Regions from separate parts of the Gasterosteus aculeatus genome. Here region 2 is linked to region 1. The links are chromatin contacts, called in public Hi-C maps. All regions are on one chromosome and are shown on one strand. Each heading gives the region's core, a stretch centred on a gene start, on an enhancer-like site or on the middle of the called end of the contact. The rest is flanking DNA. Distances are from core to core; before and after follow the strand shown.

The links. A called contact is a pair of places that touch in the nucleus more often than the background predicts.
Region 2: a Hi-C map of skeletal muscle shows a contact between it and region 1, with 4 times the contacts expected there. The contact joins two enhancer-like sites. A contact is called at or near these places in 2 of 6 Hi-C or Micro-C datasets (both in skeletal muscle).

What each region holds. Positions count from the first base shown.
Region 1 is chr2:7,956,438-7,960,214 of fGasAcu3.hap1.1, reverse strand. itga5 (integrin, alpha 5 (fibronectin receptor, alpha polypeptide)) reads left to right here. Exons shown (of 30, transcript XM_040192481.2): 20 at 527-677; 21 at 790-882; 22 at 1,644-1,723; 23 at 1,867-1,947; 24 at 2,049-2,154; 25 at 2,458-2,616; 26 at 3,041-3,148. Among protein-coding and RNA genes, the nearest start is that of itga5, 23 kb to the left of the region's middle. Within about 2 kb of position 2,169, at least 1 of the 9 cell types and tissues checked has open chromatin away from gene starts, as enhancers often do.
Region 2 is chr2:8,036,644-8,040,420 of fGasAcu3.hap1.1, reverse strand. csrnp2 (cysteine-serine-rich nuclear protein 2) reads left to right here. Exons shown (of 5, transcript XM_040193527.2): 5 at 1-631. Among protein-coding and RNA genes, the nearest start is that of csrnp2, 9.8 kb to the left of the region's middle. Within about 2 kb of position 1,635, at least 1 of the 9 cell types and tissues checked has open chromatin away from gene starts, as enhancers often do.

The DNA.
Region 1 (3,777 bases), core at 920-3,419:
CAGTTAGAGTAAGACGGCGGTCCACTTGTAGGCTGGCAGAGGATCAGTTTGAGAAACCTTGTCTCTCAGGCTCTCCTGCTCTGCTTTACGAGACTGGGCTGTAATTAAAAGCGTCTGTGTGGCCCTCCAAATGGAATTTTCTCATTGTTCTTAGCTATGGAGGGAAGCGGAGGGAGGGAGAGAAAGCAAGGAAGTGGGGGGTGATTTTACATTCCGTCACCGTGTTAGGCTCTTAAAAAAAGAAATGTCAAGCACAAAGCCTGAACTTGGTATTAGTGTAATTTAAGCTGTTTGTTAATTTCAGGAAATTACATATTTGTCTTATAATGTTTCTTTTTTAAAACGGGGAAAGTAACACCCGTCATTGTATAATTTCCAGACTCAAAGACCAATCTAATCTTTTGTTGACGTAATATTGATGCAAATTTCAGCCCTACATATACATTTGCCTAAGGAGTCCTGACACTATTTAACCTACACATCAACCTTGTTAGTGATCCACCGTTTCCTCTGTCTGGGTGCTCAGGAACAGGAAGGAAGTCTACCTAGGCGATGACAACTCGCTGACCCTGACTTTCAACGCCAAGAATGAGGGAGAGGGAGGGGCGTACGAGGCCGAGCTCTATGTCGTGCTGCCCCCCGAAGCGGACTACAGCGGTATTGCTCGCAACAATGAAGTAAGAATTCAAAATACAGAAAAAAACGGGCCGGTGTTGTTCTTGGAACATTGTCACGGCTGCCGGGCTTTGTCTCGATGATTGTCCAATCCCCTGTCTCCTTGTTTCGTAGAGCCTGTCCCAGCTTACCTGCAGATATGACACGGAGAACCAAACCCAATACCTCAGCTGTGATTTGGGCAACCCGATGAAGTCTGGCACCAGTGTATGTACAGCGCCTCTGACCGTATTCATGCTCCGTGACCGTTGAACGATATACTGGTATTGACTATAACCAACACAAGAAAAAAGCAATCCAACATTGCTGTCGTATCAACAATGCACATGGTAGTATTGTGTAATGATCTACACTAACACTACACTTGGTATTGTGTTAAGATTGTTATCACACATTATTTGGGCTAGCATAAACATGTTGTGATTTCCTGATGTAATGACCGCCCTAGTTGTCCAAACATCATGATTTACTGCTCCTCCTAGGAAAACGATGTAAGTTCGTTGTACGGCTGGGTGTGAACTGCAACAGGAAAGGTCCGAATGTGTTAGGAAATGTTGTGACAGGAAGCAAAGATTCCCATCTGTGCCCCTTTTTAATGACCCTTCTACATATTAAACAAACACTTTACTTTTTGTAATATATATACTTGTTTTCATGGTAACGGTCTGTGGTTGTAATGTTATTGATTGCGTTGGTTGCTCATTAAAAGGAAAGCTGCAGGCGGACCTAATGAAAGAGAACTGGATGCAAAGTTATTGATAAATACTTCATTGATATTATCAATAGAAATACTTTACCCACCAAAACCCCTGAGAAAATCACAAAATCCATCAGCGGGAGGCAATGAGTACATAAGGAATGCCTGCAAGCGAGTCGTTCATGTGCTACTTCTGTTCCTTCTGAATTCATGGACAGTATAACATTCTTTTTTTAATGCTGATTTGTAAGTGGACTCTTTCTCTTGGCAGCTGTGGGCTGGTCTGCGCTTCACAGTGCCGCGGCTGAAGGACACGCACAAAACTGTTCAGTTTGAGCTGCAGATTCGCAGGTACAACTTGCTGTCAACAACTACCATGAGCATATAAACTAAAGATACACTAACGTGTGGTTTCAGCAGAACTGATCTGCAAAGCTCTCGAGTGACATCAGCTAATCAGAATCTTTTTTTTTTTCCTCTCCCTGTTTCCACAGTAAAAATGAAAATAATTCCCTCAGTGAGGTCGTGCCTTACAAGCTGGAGGTGGTTGTTCAGGCTGAAGTAATTCTACAAGGGTGAGTTCGGTGTCAGGATTCCCTCATTTGAACTTTAGGAATTTCATTAGGTCTCTGGGGCCTTCCTACACATTCTCTCACATCCCCGCTTCTCTTTTAAGTGTGTCTCGACCAGATAAGGTCTTCTTCCCGCCGGCCAACTGGAAGGTTACCAAGACCTACGAGGCGGAGCAGGACGTTGGGCCCGCAGTGGAACACATCTATGAGGTAATCAGCCGTGCTGTTAGCGGTGCAGACTCATCAGGGCTGAGCAGATTGGGTCCGAAAGCAGACACTACTGTTTGAACTTCCCTGTGCAGCAATGAAGGAAAGCCAAAGAAAATATAAACCAGTTTAGAGCGCATGATTTATTGTCAGCTTTTTCTGATCTAGCTGAGGTTCAGAATTAGATTAAGAAAATCTGTCAAATATAAAAGTTCCAGCATGAAAAAAAAGCCTCCCAGCTACAACTAAATATATTTTCCTTATACATCACTGACTACAGTGTTCTTTTTAATTTCCTTCTTGCAGCTGGTGAACAACGGGCCCAGCCGGATCAGCAACACCCTACTCGAGCTGCACTGCCCCCTCAGAGTTCAGGGTCAGACTCTGCTTTACCCCCTCGAGTTCTCCGTGGAAGGCCCCATCAACTGCACCGCCGACAAAAACATGAACCACCTCCGCCTCAAAGTAAGCCGGGCCTGACTCGGACAGTGAACGTCTCCCGCTGGTTTCCACTGTATGATTAACCGTTGCGCCGTCCCGCTGGTTGGCCCACACCCACCTCCTCCTCCCAGCTTGTTAGCCCCACCCAGGACACTAACCCCAGCACCGCTTTGAAGTCCCGTCTCTTCCCTGTGCTCAGAACAGCTTGATGAACCACCTCGCCCAGCAACTCGCTCGTCCCCCACATCCAGCGACGCGCCCCTTTATACCGAGCTGTAGTGAATCCATGTGGAGAAGATCTCACATGCTTCTAAATAATTACAAAAAGCCTCATACGAACATTTGGTCTTCTATTGACGATGCTCTTTTGCCTGTTGGGAGGTCATCGGTGTCTGTCTTATTCTAATTGGTGGCGTGTGTATTTGTGTCTTGTATCTCCTTCTTTTAGCTCCAGCACACGTCCACAGAGCCACCTGTCCTCGCGCTGCAGGCACATGAGCACCGCGTCGAGAGGAGGGACGTCCAGAGAAACCCGCTCGCCCATATGACTAATCTGGTAGGAGGCTGAAAGTGCGAATTGTCAGGTTCTGTAAATAAAGCTTGTTACATGCATAGATTGGGCCAAAAAGCCAAGTCTAACAAACTCTAATGTAATAGGGGACTTGAAAGTGAGGAAATGAGGAGCTTGAGTTTAACGTTACGGGTTTAATGGGCTCATGTGGTTAAAATAATTTTTATGTCGCTTACAGAGGAGGTCGTGTCCTCGTTGGATAAAAGAAACAGAAGGTCTGGACAATATAGGTTGCGGTTTATCTTCCATCCGGTTGTGCCGGTTGATATTCTATTTACAACCTGACTGCAATCAATAAATCAAGTAAAAGTGGAAAGGTTCAGCCTGCCTTAGTTTGCACGCTGCCCGTTTGCTCCTCAGCGTCACAGGAGTCTCTCACCAGCAGCAAGGTCGACAGCTGTGAGCACCAACAATAGCAAAGTTCCTTGTTTATTATCATCGGGAGCTGTTTTGGAAGCCGGGCCGTATGAACGGGCCGTCAGGGTTGGAAATTTGCCGCTGGATTTAGCGTCCGTTAGCTAGTACTACTACTATACTTGGATTTGACAACACCGGACTGTGCGTTTTAATAGTTTGCTCGGCTTACTTTCGCCGGTGTCTTGAGTTACCAACCG
Region 2 (3,777 bases), core at 386-2,885, 81 kb before region 1:
AAGATATGTCAGACTAATACTGATGTGCGTAAGTATGCTGAGTCTTCTAACACTAAACCAGTCCTTTTGTTTTGATCCCTAATATCGCAGCTGCTTTTTGGGCGACAACTTGTCAAACACAAGATGTGCCGCCGTGTACGAGATGCCTGATGTATTTCTTTGCCTTTTTATTATCATTTTTTTCAACTTTCTTAATATGAATCTGCTTAACAGTTGCACCAAAGCAGTGGTTTCAAACCTAATTAGCAGATGCTCTCAAGCATCACGTTTTAACAAAGCGGCGTAGTTATTGTGAGGGTTAGGATTAATTGTCGGCCTTTTGTGTGTTTCACGTGACTCGCCTTGACATCATACCGTCTTTTAGAATGGTGATGATTAGAAGCTGCCTGTTGTTGTCCTTGGCTTTCTTTTGATAGACAAAGGTTTGGGACCACTGCCATCAAACCAACACCATTACACTACGTGATTGTGTGTTTCTCTGTGTGAGAGGGGTGTGCGATTGTTGTAAACAATAACACGTTTAGACTATCTAAAAGCTATGGGGACTACTCTCATGCTAACTGTGGACAAAAGTTTTTTTTGTTTTTTTTTATACAAAATAAAAAGAATAAAACACTCACTTGAAAAAGGATAATGTGTTATGCCTGTTGTGTTGATTTAAGCATGTAATTAATCAATTTTCGTGATTTCACCGTTCTCAATCATAGACTGCATTGCAGGAGGCAGCAGGGGAAACCGACTGTTAATTTAAGGAGACAGCGCAAACTATTATTTAGATATAGAATCTAGCTATAATGCAAGTAATACCTTTCTATGTCCTCTGCGTGTCTCATGAACAATGAACCAGATCTACTGCATAATGGGAGTGTTTTGCTGCAGACTCAATGAGCCAATGCGCCACGCGACAAGCTCAATATTATTAGACTTTAATGAGACGGGTGAACGGGGGGCTCCGTCGTCCTCCACGGGTCACTGTGCAATCGCATCTCTTCTTCACTGCAACTGGAGGCAGACTGCATGAGCTGCGTTGTCCCCTCGCGAGTAGAGTAACGTAACCGTCAGCGAAACAGACAAATCACTTGGTACTCTGCTGTCTGAGAAATACTTCTGTTATGTGTATTTTACTGATGTTTCAGACTGCGAATAACTCAAGAGGCGGTCCGATAGGCCCCTACACAGGGCAGCCGTTCTGACGTGTCACGGCAGGTAAAACAGGTATAATCGTGAAGGTAAATTGACAAAATGAGAGTTGCACCTGAGCTCACCATGGTTCATTCTATTTTCTGCATCATCCTCATTCAGTCGGCACAATCGCGGGGCCCGGCTCGACCACGCAAAAGAGCGCCATGATTAACGTTATTAATCGCACCTGTGTTTACAATGAGCAATGCATAATCATCGTAACACACAGCTGTTTGTGAGCTTTTGTTGAGCTGCCCACCTTGCCGATAACGATAAAGTCTGCTTCTGCTAGTCTGGCATTTTTTTCCCCATTAGCCACTCTGTAGTTTCTGACAGTAAGGAGCTGTGACTCGGGTGTGAGATGCAACCGTGTCATGGAGGCAGTATTTGCTTTGGAACCCAAAGAAGCCCCAGTGTGAAGTTGTGTCATTAAATGTGTCCTTGTCCAGACACTGGAGGTCATGACAGACTGTCTGCTGGATGCAGTACACTCTCTGACCACTAGGGGAGGGCCTCTACCTACAACTGACATCTTTTATTTTTATATTGCCCTAGCACCAGATGCAGTTGAGGGGCTCATTTCAGGAGTCTGTCTTTTTTTAATTTATTCTTTTATTGCTCACAAATGTGAGTTTGAAGGGCTTTAATTTTTAAACCTTACATCACATTGTCCTTATAAATGTAAGCGTCACACTCGCTGCACTCCTTCTAAAGGCAACCTGCTCTCCCCATGTGTGTCACACAGAGGACTTATTCACTGCAGTTGTTCCTCTGAAATTGAGGCATTGCATCTTATCCATGCCAAAGGATCATCGTACATCTGGAGATAAAGCTCAACGGGTTTAATTTACTATGTGATGCCACTTTCTCAAACCTGCGTGTAGCTTTCCACTCCTACTGAACTGGCTTTGATCCCTCAGAATAATCACCAGCAGGCAGTAACATCTTTTAATCGCCTGTGCTGTCTTACAGTTTCAAGGTGGTCTCTCGCGTTTCACTGTGTACAACCACTGACCGTGTTTGGCAAAATACTTGCTTACTTCAATGGCAGGAAGTTGCTCTGCAGGATACACACTCACTGCCATGACCGATACCAAATACCGTTGGCCCCCGGTACAAACAATAGTGGCTCAAACGACAACTTTGACTAAAAATTCCCCTAGTCATCAATGCCAGTCACCACGTGCCATCATTCAGTCCAAGCCCAGACACAATATCACAAACGTGCAGGAACAAATTACCTCTGGAACCTCTGGAACAATTGTGGCTGCAGTCCACCGATACCAGAACTATGCATCATCTGTTTTACCCTTCCGGTCTCTTGCTTTCTATTGTTTCACTCATCCAATGGCCGGAAGGACTCAGCCGGGCCTGATAGCTACCAGGGTTGATGATGGAGACCAATCTGGAGCCCGTGGAAATATTTGGAGAGGCCATTAAAAACCAAACACTTCACAATCAGAGGAGAGAACCCTCCCAGAGCCGTCCGAGTGTGTGTTGACAGATGTGCAAAACAAAAGCTTTATCTGGGCTTTAATACGACTGTTGTGACTGGGCCGAGCCATCTAGAACAACTGGGCCTTAGGAGTGACGTACGTGAGATGGAAAGATGCCATCACCCCTTCACTCCAGTCTACCCGTCTGTAAGTGCTGCTCCAGCGCCTGGAAAGAATGCTCCCTCTTTCCCTCTCTCTCTGTGACGCCAGTTCTGGGGCATCATAAGGCCTTCACCGAAACCAATCCCTTTTAAATGGCACTATTCATAAAACCAGCTCACGGTATTTCTGCTGGTCCGCTGCCGTGCTCCTCACATGCTGCATGGCTGAACTGAGTAAGACCCTCCGACACAACGTCCACTCTGTGCGCTCGGGACAGAAATTGGGATAAAATAAACAATGAGGGCCGTGAACTTTAAAACAAAACCAAAAGCTGCTCCAAAAGTGCACGGACAATCCATCAACATAGACAGTCTACATATGTGGTGCTCGTTAGCAAAATGCAATACACGCACAATACAAGCACAAATGCTTAAATTATAATACTGACTTGCTCATGCTAATGTCAAGGCATTATATCACATTGGATTGATTTTCTTAGTTTTTTTGTATGAAGTAAAAAAAAATCAGATTCCACTCTACTGAATAGGAATACAACTTATCTAGTGGTAGTAAATATTTATAGTATATAATATAAAAAACGCCAGGTTTTGGCGGAAGGTGGAGGAAGGAAACGCGAGTGTGCTCGCTCTACGGGCGCCTTTTCCTGCACATCACTGCGGGGATGCCTCAAGGATGGCTGCTTATCAGAAACTGGGACTCTGGGAAGCAAATATTTTATCAAATAAACCAAATATCTACTTCCAAAAGCGATCTAAGTGAGGGCACTTACAAAATCCATATATGGATTTCCCAAAATATTGATCCATTTAAGGTATTACTAAGGAAATTCCCATTTATCATGATTTTCCCAGTAACAGCTGGCTGTTGCCACAGAAGGAGGGGGATGGGCTGCTAACAGGAAGAAGTAGCAAGTATCAGTGGGTTTTTAAATGGTAGCAGGCAGCTTTATTCTAGACAAGGCTTGTCTGTATTTATG